2 separate regions of the Triticum aestivum genome follow, and region 2 is linked to region 1. The links are chromatin contacts, called in public Hi-C maps. All regions are on one chromosome and are shown on one strand. Each heading gives the region's core, a stretch centred on a gene start, on an enhancer-like site or on the middle of the called end of the contact. The rest is flanking DNA. Distances are from core to core; before and after follow the strand shown.

The links. A called contact is a pair of places that touch in the nucleus more often than the background predicts.
Region 2: a contact with region 1 is called in a Hi-C map of leaf, with 4 times the contacts expected there. The contact joins the promoter of LOC123188027 here to the promoter of LOC123188025 in region 1. A contact is called at or near these places in 2 of 5 Hi-C or Micro-C datasets (leaf and an unstated tissue).

Annotation. Positions count from the first base shown.
Region 1 is chr2A:140,706,685-140,712,938 of IWGSC CS RefSeq v2.1, reverse strand. It overlaps LOC123188025 (SNF1-related protein kinase regulatory subunit gamma-1-like), which reads left to right and starts at 2,242. Exons shown (of 6, transcript XM_044600055.1): 1 at 2,242-2,523; 2 at 2,987-3,148; 3 at 3,263-3,705; 4 at 4,400-4,666; 5 at 4,848-5,020; 6 at 5,122-5,782. The coding sequence starts at 2,989. The coding sequence ends at 5,440.
Region 2 is chr2A:141,186,289-141,192,542 of IWGSC CS RefSeq v2.1, reverse strand. It overlaps LOC123188027, which reads left to right and starts at 3,477. Exons shown (of 11, transcript XM_044600057.1): 1 at 3,477-3,782; 2 at 3,886-3,983; 3 at 4,142-4,239; 4 at 4,345-4,394; 5 at 4,743-4,838; 6 at 5,035-5,124; 7 at 5,406-5,495; 8 at 6,020-6,115. The coding sequence starts at 3,570.

The sequences.
Region 1 (6,254 bases), core at 993-3,492:
AACAGTCCGGGATTAGGGGGTATCTAGACATCCGGATTATATCCTTTGGCCGGACTGTTGGACCATGAAGATACAAGATTGAAGACTTCGTCGCGTGTCCGGATGGGACTCTACTTGGCGTGGAAGGCAAGCTAGGCAATACGGATATGTATATCTCCTCCTTTATAACCAACCTTGTGTAACCCTAGCCTCCTCCGGTGTCTATATAAACCGGAGGGTTTTAGTCCGTAGGACAACATACAATCATACCATAGACTAGCTTATAGGGTTTAGCCTCTTCGATCTCGTGGTAGATCAACTCTTGTACTACTCATATTATCAAGAATAATCAAGCAGGACGTAGGGTTTTACCTCCATCAAGAGGGCCCGAACCTGGGTAAAACATCGTGTCCCCTGCCTCCTGTTACCATCCGTCTTAGACGCACAGTTCGGGACCCTCTACCCGAGATCCGCCGGTTTTGACACCGACAGCCTCCGTCTTCACGGGTGAAGCCAGGAGGACTGCGTGGTCCATTGACCATCAAAACTTCTGCCGCGGGGTCGCTGCTGTCGCACTCGGATGCAGTCTCTGCGGAGCCAGTCGACAGGTCGAACAGGCCGTAGAGAGTTTCGTCGGGCTCGATTGCCGCGACTTGGGGGGTGGCCGACTGGAGAGCCACCGCATGCCTCACCCACCGCTGAAGCCTCGATCGACCGGAACGTTTGCTCCGGCGGGCTGCAGGGAGGGAAGTCAGCACAGGAGCCGACCGATACTGAGTCGACGGCTGCCGCATGAGGACGCCACGGATGCACGTGTGAAAGTGCATTGCCCCGCGGACGGGGAGCACCTCGACGTCAAGTGGCGCTTCCTGGAGCCAAGCGGAGTCGTCGGCGATGAACACGACCGCGCCGAGACGGATCTCGCGGCCCTCGGCCAAACCTCCTCCTGAAACCATGTTGATGGGGATCGGGAAAATCGCAACTTCTCCAACAAGTCGCTAAGACATCCGCCCCACGGTGGGCGCCAACTGTCGTGGTTCTAAGTCTGACAGTAGAATGGGGGTAGGGATGTAGAGGCAAGATCCTAGCTATGGAGGAGTTGTACACGCGAGTTTTACGAGTTCAGGCCCTTCTCAGAGGAAGTAACAGCCCTACGTCTCGGAGCCTGGAGGCGGTCGACTGGATTATATGCTTGTGTGTTACAGGGGATGCGAACCCCCGTGCCTGTGGAGGGGGGTGGCTTATATAGAGTGCGCCAGGACCCCAGCCAGCCCACGACACAGAGGGTTTAAGGTACATTGAAGAGAGAACGTTACTGGTAACGCCCACATTAAACTACTGTGAATGCCAATTAAGCCTATGAGTAAATGCTCGACCGTTGCATATACAGAGTGGCTTTAGCTCTTCTGCCCGTCGAGTGACTTCTGCGACGGTCGAGTGACATCGATTCTTCCGAGTGGAACGTTTTCGGTCGAGTGGATGATGGTACCCTTTGGATGATCCTGGCTTTAGGGTGCTGTCCTAGGGGAGGATGTCTAGGTCAGGTCTATGACCCTACCCTAGGTATGTAGCTTCATCAGCGGCTGCCACCTAGGTCAGAGAGAGGGAGAGGAGGGAGAGAGTGAAGCGAGAGGGGATTGGCTCGGATCTTGACCGCATCCAACCGACATCCGCGGTTCCGACCGCAAATGCGCCGTTAATGCGCGGAGGGCGTCGGTTGGCTACGGTGACACCTGATTCGTGGGCCCGGCCGGTCAGTTCGGTGCTTAACACGGGCGAAGCGGGCAGTTTCGCGACTTGGTAGTTCTTTTTGCCTCGGATTAGGAAAAAAGTGATAGTTTTCCGCACAAAATCATAAAATTGTAGTTTTTCGACACGTTCCCGTGAAATGTGGTAGTTTTTGATTAAATACTCTGGTAAGTCCATCACATTTGAAAGGGATGAGCAGATCAAAAATTTGCACACAAGCAAACAACTGTTTTTTGCATCTGCTTACACCCAAAACACAAACATACGCAACCGAACAACATGCATCCCGCTGGGCCTTGATGCAATGCAGACAACCGATAAACATGCAGATGTTGACTTTTTGCTTGCACATACTCAGCCGGGTCCAACTAGAACAAATATGCAAAGGGCAAAAAACGGTGCAGCCTAAACTAATGATTATTACTCCATTTACATGATCCGTGCTTTGATACTGTAACAGTAACAGGCAGCACAGCCTCGGAGGGCAGCAGGCAGGCGGCGTCCCTGGGGTGTGGCGACGTGGCCCCGTGCCGTGTACACGTGCCAGTGTGCCCTTGGCAAGCGAGCACCGCACCATCTCTCGCCGTATTCGACTCCTCCACCGCCCGCCCCCTGGATTGGGAGCCAAGAAAAGCAGACCATTGTTTCAAAAAAGAAAAAGAAAAGCAGACCATAGATCCTCGGAAACCAGCGCCTCCGATCCATTCCGCCTCTGCCGCTTGCTCCCCCGCCGCAGCCCTGCACCCGGAGGCTGCCTGCTTCTCCTGCCCAGCGCTCCCGCAAGTCGCAGCCAAGGTGATAAACAAACTCCCTGCTCTTTTTCGTTAAATTCGTTCGTCCATCCATGCTGCTGCTGTGTGAGTTTTGATTTTGATGCGCTAGGTTGCAAATTTAGTGGATTTCCTTCTGCTGCCTCTGCCTTGAGACCGAGAGGCTCTGATTTTGCTCGGCTGATTAGTTGAAGCTACTTGCAACCAGTATATGCATATGCCTTATGAGCTGTTTGTTTGTTGTAATGCAAATTAAGGGGTTTCGCCCGACGAAACACCCAACACGAAGAGTTTCTTTTGATTCAAGCCCATGGTCGTAGTTCTTGCAGTTTGAATTACCAATATATACTTATGTTCGAGCATGATTATTTGCCACAGAACTTCTTCTAGATGCTCTGCAGCCACTGTCTGTAATGCACTTCCTTATTCAGTGATGATTTGTGGATAGATTTTTCCTGTTTGATAAATTCTTCATGAATTTACTGTAGAAATGGCTCGACCTGAGGAGAACGCGAAATTCCCCAGCTGTGATGCCTACTTTGACACTATCCAGTCCAAGAAGAAGCTCCCTCTAGCTTTGCAGGAATCCCTGACCGCCGCCTTTGCTCAGATCCCAGTCGCATCGTTTCCTGATGTTCCTAGTGGCCGAGGTATGCACTTCTGCAAAAGAAACGACTCAATCTGCATATTCTTTCTGCCTTATATTTTTTTGTCACATATATGTTGTAGTGTTTGTAACGACCGATATTCTCTCTCTGCTGTAGTGACCGAAATTCCTGGAGAAACTTCCGTTCTTGATGCTGTTAGAATTTTATCTGAGCACAACATAAGGGCAGCGCCAGTGCTTAACCCTGAACCTGGGGCTCCAGCTGATTGGCAAGGGAGGTATCTTGGCATCATCGAGTACTCAGCCATCATCCTTTGGGTACTAGATAATGCTGATCTCGCGGCCGTAGCTCTGTCAGCTGGATCAGCAACTGCTGCAGGAGTTGGAATGGGTGCTGTTGGTGCAGTGGGCGTGGCAGCATTAGGTGTAACCGGCCCGGCAGCTGTCGCTGGATTGACTGCTGCTGCAGTAGGGGCTGCTGTTGCTGGCGGGTTAACTGCTGAAAAGGGTGTTGCGAAGGATGGAGTTACTGCTGCTGATCATTTAGGGGAAGATTTCTACAAAGTTCTGCTTCAGCAAGAACCTTTCAAATCGACTACAGTATGACAATTGCTCTATCTTGAAGCTTTTTTTTTTTTTTGTTATGTTGATCAAGCATTGAATCCATGCACCAAGAGCAACGTAATCGACTTAATGTTTTGTTGTTTTGCTAAAACAAAGTTCAGATACACTTAAGTTAAAACCCAGTATTCAAAACCAGATGGGACTGGCATTCTGACCAAAAAGACCGTGACCTTAGTCCGGTTTCTAATTTAAAGACTGATTGAGAAAGAACTTGTTTTTTCTAGTGTCAGTTTGTGATTGGGGGCCTCCTCACATTCCACAGATCTGTGTGCTATGGCCCTGACATCAATCGGGTTGGGATTCTTTGTGGTTGAGAACTAACTGATATATTTGTGCATATAGTACGTTCATATAAGTATATGAACTAATTTATGTGAATTATTTAAATGTGGTTTTTTAGTCACCGTGGGATTGTTTGAACTGGTGGGCTGGCGCCGTTTTCACGGCTGTTTTTTTGTTAATTGTCTTGTCTCGTTTTGTACATGACGGTTATGCCATCCAACCTGACATAATTCATACAGTCTTGCTTGGCTTTGTGGTATTTCAGCTGCACTAAAATTTGTTGCTAAGGTTTATTTGGTCATTTGTTCCGACCCTTTAATTTCGCATTGCATGAATATCTTCTCTTGTAGACCCTGTTAACTTTGTATCCTTTCTCCTTTTCTTGTAGGTTCGGTCAATTGTTGAGTCCTACCCATGGTCTCCTTTTGTGCCTGTTACACTTGACAGTTCAATGCTTGCCGTACTACTGTTGCTCTCCAAGTACAGGTTGAGGAATGTGCCTGTGATCGAACCTGATAAGCCAGTTATTAAGAACTTCATTACTCAGACTGGTGTTGTTAAAGGACTTCAGCAGTGTAAAGGAAGGGATTGGTTCGACTATATTTCGGCACTTCCTCTTTCAGACTTGGGGCTTCCATTCATGTCTCTTGATGAGGTTATTTGTCTCACTTCGCTGCCTCTTTAGTTAAACTCTTGTCTTGGTAGTGTAAGATTTAATCCTCTGTGCTATCCCGATCACTGCAGGCTGCAAAATCTGAAGCAGGACCTTTGAATAGGCTTTGACTCTGTTATAAGAACTGTTTAATGAGAAATTTACGATATTGTGTTATCTTCAGGTTATTACGGTTAACAGTGATGATCTAATCTTAGAAGCTTTCAAGTGCATGAAGGATAACAAAATTGGCGGTGTACCCGTAGTAGAAGGTCCCCGAAGGAAACTTGTTGGTAGTGTGAGCATAAGGGACATTCGCTTCCTGTTGCTTAGGCCTGACTTATTTTCTGATTTCAGGCACGAAGCGACTCAACCCAATGATTTATTCCCCTGTGTCTTTTTCTTTTTCTTTCAAATATGTCTCTTCACGTGTCTAATGATACTTTTGATCCATCCAGGCACCTTACCGTGTTGGATTTCATGAAGGCTCTAGGTTCCACTCTTCCTGACTCGGGGGACAATGGGCTGGTGAAGCCGCCACTCACCTGTGCACCTGATGCTTCCATGGGCAGCGTGATCGACAGCATCGGGTCGAGGATAACCCACCGGATATACGTGGTGGATGGCGACTTTGAGGTGGTCGGTGTTGTGACACTGCGAGATGTGATCTCTTGCTTCATCCACGAGCCCCCTGGCTTCTGCGACAGTTATCTTGCTTCAGCGATGGAGAAGCTCGAGGACAAGGGCGATGCCGATTCCTCCGTTGAGAACAGCTGAGCCCTCCGTTGAGAACAGCTGAGCTCTCGGGAGAGCAAGACGGTGGAAATAACAGACAGGGTTAGTGAGCAAGTCTTGTAGTTGGGCTGATTCGTTCATGTTGTGGTGTTGATACAGTAAATTCTGTGTGGGGTGACAACACATTTCAGTGCCTCTGTTGGTGTCAACTGTGCGTTGCTGAGTTGGCTGATCCGCACCTGTTTCCTGATGCAAACACTGCAGTGGCGATTCTGTGATGTGTAAAAGGGTTAACGAACCAATGATTACCCAATCTCAGTCGTCATGTGTACCTCTGTATCCTCCTCGATCAATCGAGTAGTCTGATGTATGGCAGTTGTTTAAGCCTTGCAGGCGTGCGCAGGTTTTCTGTTTTATCCTTGAGCTAGCAATATAATGTTTTTGCTACTTACTCCCTTGGATCAATGTTATTTGTTGCTCACTTAGTGCGACTATAGCACAAGATTGTACTAATTGAGCGACAAATAATGGATCAGACTACTAAGTTAGGTACAGAAGAATTCATGGCCAACAACATTTTCTTACATGACATGGAGTCTAGATCCAAAAGTAACTAAACACTAATATACATAGAAAAAGTTCCACCAACAGTGCCCTTTGCCCACTGCGCTGAACACCAGCGTGTACATCGAGGACGGAGATCAGCTATGGCGCAACTCTGGCACGATCTTCTCATTCACGAACAAATGGCACCACACGACCCCAAGACTCTGCGGATACAGTTCTTCACGTGTTAAGATTTGGAAAGCTAGAAGCAATTCAAGCACCAGCATCGTCCATTCTCTAAGATCTGCTG
Region 2 (6,254 bases), core at 2,228-4,727, 480 kb before region 1:
GAGTTTTACCTTAATGATCTTTAGTAGTTGCGGATGCTTGCTAGAGTTCCAATCATAAGCGCATATGATCCAAGAAGAGAAAGTATGTTAGCTTATGCCTCTCCCTCATATGAAATTGCAATGACGACCACCGGTCTTGTTAACAATTGCCTAAGACAATTCCGCACAACGATCCATCATTATTCCACACTCGCTATTTATAATATTACTAATATATTCTAACTTTATGATAACATCACCTATTTTTATATTTTATCTCTGCGATACCATGCAAAGTTATCTTCTTTATACCCACAAAGTAGTTTTATTTCTCGTTTCTAGTTGGAAGCAAACGTTCGGTGTACGTAGAGTCGTATCAATGGCAGATAGGGCTTGAGAGAATATTGATCTTACCTTTAGCTCCTTGTGGGTTCGACACTTCATACTTATCACTTCCACCATTAGGAATTGCTACGATGATTCCCTACACTTGGGGATTATCAGTCGCCCTCGTTGATGACGAGGGCGCCGCTACGGGTGTGGCGCCCAAGCGGCGTCTCCGGATTGACGGGGCGGAGCGCCGGCGAGCCGGAGCTCGACGATCAGGAGGTCCCTGCCTCCATTCGCCACGGCGTCTAGGAGCTACCACGGCGGCGAGAGAATGATGGGTGCAGCGGGTACTCGAGGTGCAGCGTGTTGCCGGTCTCGATGTGGTCGAGGAGGGCCTCGAGGGTGCGGCCAGGCACGCCCCACCACTTGCGCCGCCCGTCGGCGTTGAGGCGGCCGCGGGGGATATGATGCCGTTGGCGGAGGCAATCTGGTCTTCATGGCGGCGCTCGAAGTACATCGTCCATAGCGTGTGGCTGTCGGCGGCGTACCTCCGACAGCGACGAGCGGATGCAGGCGATCTTGGCCCGCCGTTCATCCCCGGTGAGCACCGGTGGTACCGGGACGCCGGCGGCGCTCAACTTCCACGAGCCCGACACCAGCATGTCTGGGGGCGCCAGATAGTCGGTCTCGTAAAGGAGGCGCGCCTCATCCTCTTGGAGATGGCGTCGGCCGAAGCCGTTCGCCGCCACGGAGTCGCCGAGGTACCGCTCAGCCATTGCTCGTTGGCGGGGGAAGAGGGGGAGAGTTGGCTTCTGTGGGGAGACGATGTGAGAGAAGGCAAGTTGTGGCGACTGTGGTGTTCACCGGCGGGGAGGTCGGCTTTTATAGCCGAAGCGGGGCGGTGAGAACCTGCATGTCGGGCGACGCGTGGCGGGAGCGGGCCTGGACACGCGTCGCGGCGCCGCCCGTGAGGCATCAATGGAGGCTCACCGGCGCGGTATTGATTCCCGCGGGAACCGAGGCGATGAGAACGACGAAGCGGCGTGTCACCGACTCGGCGGGCCCATTCCCGTTCGTGTTAAAACCGCTTTTCCCGGTGTCCCCAGTGCGCCGGGTTCAACCTGGGTTCGCTGGCGTCAATTTCGACCTAAATTGACGAAAAACAAACTCCTGAAAGCACGACTGAACCATTTTTTGACGCCGGCAGCAAAAAATAGCTTGGTGACGCGGCCACCCGTCCGATGCGAAGCGCGACACCCAGCGCCGGCAACTTTGGCCGTGGAGAGCGCCGGCAACTTTGGCCGTGGAGGGCGCCGGCCGCTATACCACAGCGCGCGCACTTGATCAGTCACCGGTGTACCGCACGCGGCCACGTTACATACCCGGGCGTTGCCGTTAAACATCCACTGAGTTTACGGTGGAGAAAGAACATACGGCTCCTTTCCATGTTCCAGTGCTCCACGACAAATCACTCAGTCCAAACGTGTGGGAAGCCAAGACGCGGATGTACGCATCGTCGGGCGTCGGCCATGTTCAGGATAGTACTCTCCTCCGTTCCAATTACTTGTCCTGAAAGCCAAGACGCGGATGTACGCATCGTCGGCCATGTTCACGATAGTACTCTCCGTTCGAATCAGATGTATTTAGATGTATTTTTAGTTAGTAGATACATCAATTTCTACCATTTTTACGACACGTAATTTAGGATGGAGGGAGTATTTCTTCGGCGCGTGTGCATGCCTGCTCGCGGTAATGATGCTGGTAGGTCGAGCAGTCCCATTGGTTGAAACAGTGCCGGGTTTGCTACTCGCCGCCCAGAGACCCCGGGGCTCGATCACGTCGCGACGGCCGCACCGCCCATAGATGCCGGGGCTCACGTCGCGACGGCCGCGCCCAGGCGACTGTAGCCCACGCTCCGTTGAAATATTAGTGTGGGCCTAGGGCGTATCTAACAATTTCGAAAAAATTCTAAAGGCTTCCGAAAAAAAGAAAAAAAATTAAGGACCCATATGGCTTATATGATACTATATGTAGTGAGAAGTTTAGTCTTATACCGCTAGTTGGAGAAGAGTTGAACCTACTTATAAGATTTTTTTTTCACATGCTATTAAAACTTGAAAAGAGAAGTGATTCACACGTGCTCCTCCTCTGCCGCCCGTCCCGCCGCGGGAATAAGCCGAACCAAGTTCATACCTATGTGCTTAAATTTACCGTACATGACGAAGAGTCTTTGACCGCTGCGTCTATATATGTGAGGCGTCTGCCAACTCTAGCCGTCACACAAAATTGATCACATCTGCCTCCATGTCCTCTGTCGTTTCTTTTCTGCTGCTGCCGTTGGTGATCTCATCTCATCCACCGCGTACACGCTTGATGGAAGAGCAGGCCTTTGAAACCCCGCCTCTTCAGATCCTGTACAGAAGAGAGGCAATTAGGTTTGCGAGAGCGTCCCCTATGCGACTGCTCGCCGTCGTTCGTCCACATCTGTTGCATCATCTATGCTTGCGTCGTTTTCATCGTTATCATGTCCACCGAAGCCGACAGTGCTGTCGCTGAGAAGCTTGAAACCAAGAAGAAGGTTGCTGGTGCCCCCGCTGCTACTACCGCCGCCACTGTGGCCTTTCCTTGGCCGATTGAAGGGTATAATTCATTTATCCCGCTTCTATTGATTTCTATTTTAGCCATGCTAATGTTACATGTAGATGTATCTGTTGTTAACGTAGTACTATGTGCTTTAGTGATCCAATATCAGCACGTGTTTATTTCTGTTAATGATTTATTCGTAAATTAATTTAATAAAAAAATTGCACTCCACAGACATGGACGTCGGTCGCCGTGGTCGCCGGCCGCCACGTGATGCGTGCATGTTTGTGCGCCACGCAGCGTGGCACTTTCCGCGCCCATAGCCTGGAGACGCGTCGCGACGGTGCTACAGGGTTCGTCGGCGCGTCACACCCGTGAAGGACCCAGCTCAGCTCAGGAATCGACGTGTCGGCACTTGGAGTTTGCCGAGAACGGTTAACGGCCCAAGGCTGATTGCTCCGCCGAAGCAAAGCTTGGACGCGATCGCCGGTGGACGGCCCATTGCGCGCCACCGTTTTTGTGCACGCCCACGACGCGCGTCGACGTAGCGGCAGCAGCACAGGCTGCCAGGCGGGGGCCACCATGAGGCCGCTGCCCACCGCCCCCTTGGCGCCCCATAACATCCGCTCAGCTCAACCCGGAGAACGAGCGCGCGGGGCAACCGGCTAACTCCACCAATGCCGCCGCTGCTCACCCTCTCCTCCTCGCCGGCGCTGCCGCCCCCGGCGCCGCGGAGGGCCCGGTTCAGGGTCGCGGCCTCCGCCGACGTCGGCGCCACCGCCCCCGCCGCCGGCAACGACTTCCCGTCGTTCCTGCCCAGGGCGGTCGAGCGCATCCGCGACGGCGCCGCCCTCCGCCTCGCCAAGCGAATCGAGCGCGTGCCCGTCCAGGCGAGCTAGCTTCTCCACAAACTGCCGTAATTTTGCTCTTATGTTAATAATCTGCCGCAGTAACACCCGTGCTGAATTTTTGCTGAACTGATCCCCACTCCAGACCGGCTTCTCCAAGAGCCCGATACCGAGCAGCTGCGTGAGGCCACTCAAGCAGCAGCAGAGCGCCGATCCGGTCGTGCTGCTCCACGGCTTCGACAGGTGCGTGCAATGCAACACCAAATTCTGTGGCGCTGCCCATCTTACCATTCGACCTGCAGTGTCTAATTCCGGTGTTAATGGGGGTGCTGCCACAAGAGTCGTCTTCTACTTTTACCATGCATTTAGCAGTATGGACACTCTAAAAGTATTGGATGCAGTTCTTGTTTAGAGTGGAGGTACACCTACCCTTTGCTGGAGGATGCTGGGCTGGAGACTTGGGCTGTGGACATTCTTGGATGGGGCTTCTCTAATTTAGGTATGCCCCTACTCCGCTCCATGCCATTGGAACTGGTTCAGTAATTGTGCTTGCCACTGCTGCAAATTGTGACCACTTCTAATATATTGATCGATTGGACCGTAGAAACAAGGCCACCGTGTGATATTGTGTCTAAGCGCGAGCATCTTTATCAGGTATACAAGTTAACTACCACTGCTGGTGTACATGTAGATAATTTCCATGTGATGAGTTCAGTTCCTACTTCCTAGCCAGCAGATTCCCTGTTTAATTCAGAATGGGTTTGATAAGTGACTGAAGTTTCAGCCTTGCTCAGAGCTGCACAAAAACTAGCTTCTATCCCAAAATAAGGACTGGGTTTCTGGATTATGTATTACTGCGCTTTTTTTAAGCAAGTTTTCAGTCTGCCTTTCTTTGTTTAAATATGTACAGTCTTCTAAGACCAGTTTTTATGATTTTGTAGTAAAACTGTTTTTATGATTACAGTGGTAATATCCTTACATCTTGACAACCTCTTTGTGTAGTTCTGGAGGTCCTACATCAAAAGGCCTATGGTACTGGTTGGGCCTAGCCTGGGTGCTGCTGTTGCCATTGATTTCGCAGTCAACTATCCGGAAGCGGTACCAGCATTTTAAGAAATACTGTGTCCTCTTCATTTCTTACCTAGCAGTCTCTAGCTCTAGCATGTAGGAGTAGTACCAAAAACTAAAGATATATATTTTTAATGCTGTCACTGATGCGAATTGTATGTACTTTTCTGTAACTGGACAAATCCGCAAGCTTTGTTACAAGAAGCCAACTTCATCTTCATCGCAGGTATCAAAATTAATCTTCATCGGTGCAAGTGTATATGCTGAGGGCACAAAAGATATGACCAGAATGCCTAAATTTGTTCCATATGCTGGGGTGAGTGTTTTTCTGAGCTGCATGCTTTGCTTCAATGTAGCTTTATTTCAGTGTCGAATCATTCTGTTTCTGTTGATATCTATTCCTGTTACTGTTTAGTTTTTGTGTCCTGAACTCCTGATGCCCATGCTTACTGTATGCATATTTATTTTACTTTATGATGATTATGCTTGTCCTAAAGAATGCTCATATTGTATTATTATCTTTTGTTTGTGTCAAACCGATCCAGTGGTATGTTCATATGTTTTGGATGGAATACAGTGTAATTTTTTGCTCCCCAGGTTTTTGTACTAAAGAGTCTTCCTCTACGACTATTCGCTACACGCTTGGCATTTTATAAAATTCCAGATGGATTCTTTGATTGGGTGCAGGTAAGTATCTGTACATTCCTTACTGAATGGAACAACTATCATATTCTGGTTGTTGGTCTATCAGTTAACTCCACTTTATGAGGCGTACTCATACCTTTCTAGTATGTGGTTTCCTCTTAACATTCTTCAAGAAACTTTTTTTCTTGAACACACATGTAAATGCGTGTTGTTGTGTATTAGTAAGCTAAAAGACAAAAAATGCCAAAAAAATGCCCAATGTGCAAGTACTTAACAAGTTAACAGTCATGCTGCATTTGATGTGTCAAAAACATACAAACCTTTTTTTGCTTCATGCTGCAGTATTGTAATTGAACTGCAAAAACGTCTTATATTTAGTTACAGAGGTTACTTTGCATCCCAATCATATATTTCTTGCCAGTCGAATTCTGCTTAGGTATACCTGATATCCTGTTTTTAACAGTGTGCAGGTATCACCACGCGCAATTGGAACCATTTAGTTTCCTCTTTATTTTTGGGTTTCAAGTCATGTGTTTTTTCTTTTATTAATTTATTATTCGTTACAGATTGGCCGTCTACACTGCTTGCTTCCTTGGTGGGAAGATGCTACGGTTAATTTTATGATTACTGGAGGTTATAATGTCATAAACCAAATAAAGCAGGTTCTTTTCTATAAACATCCAAATTATGATTTTATCCCCTGTACACATATGCTAAATGTTGCTTATTCCTTATCCAATTCCGTGGTCTTCATATCATTCATGATGCTTTAGGCTCGTAGGACCTATCAGTCAGTAACCT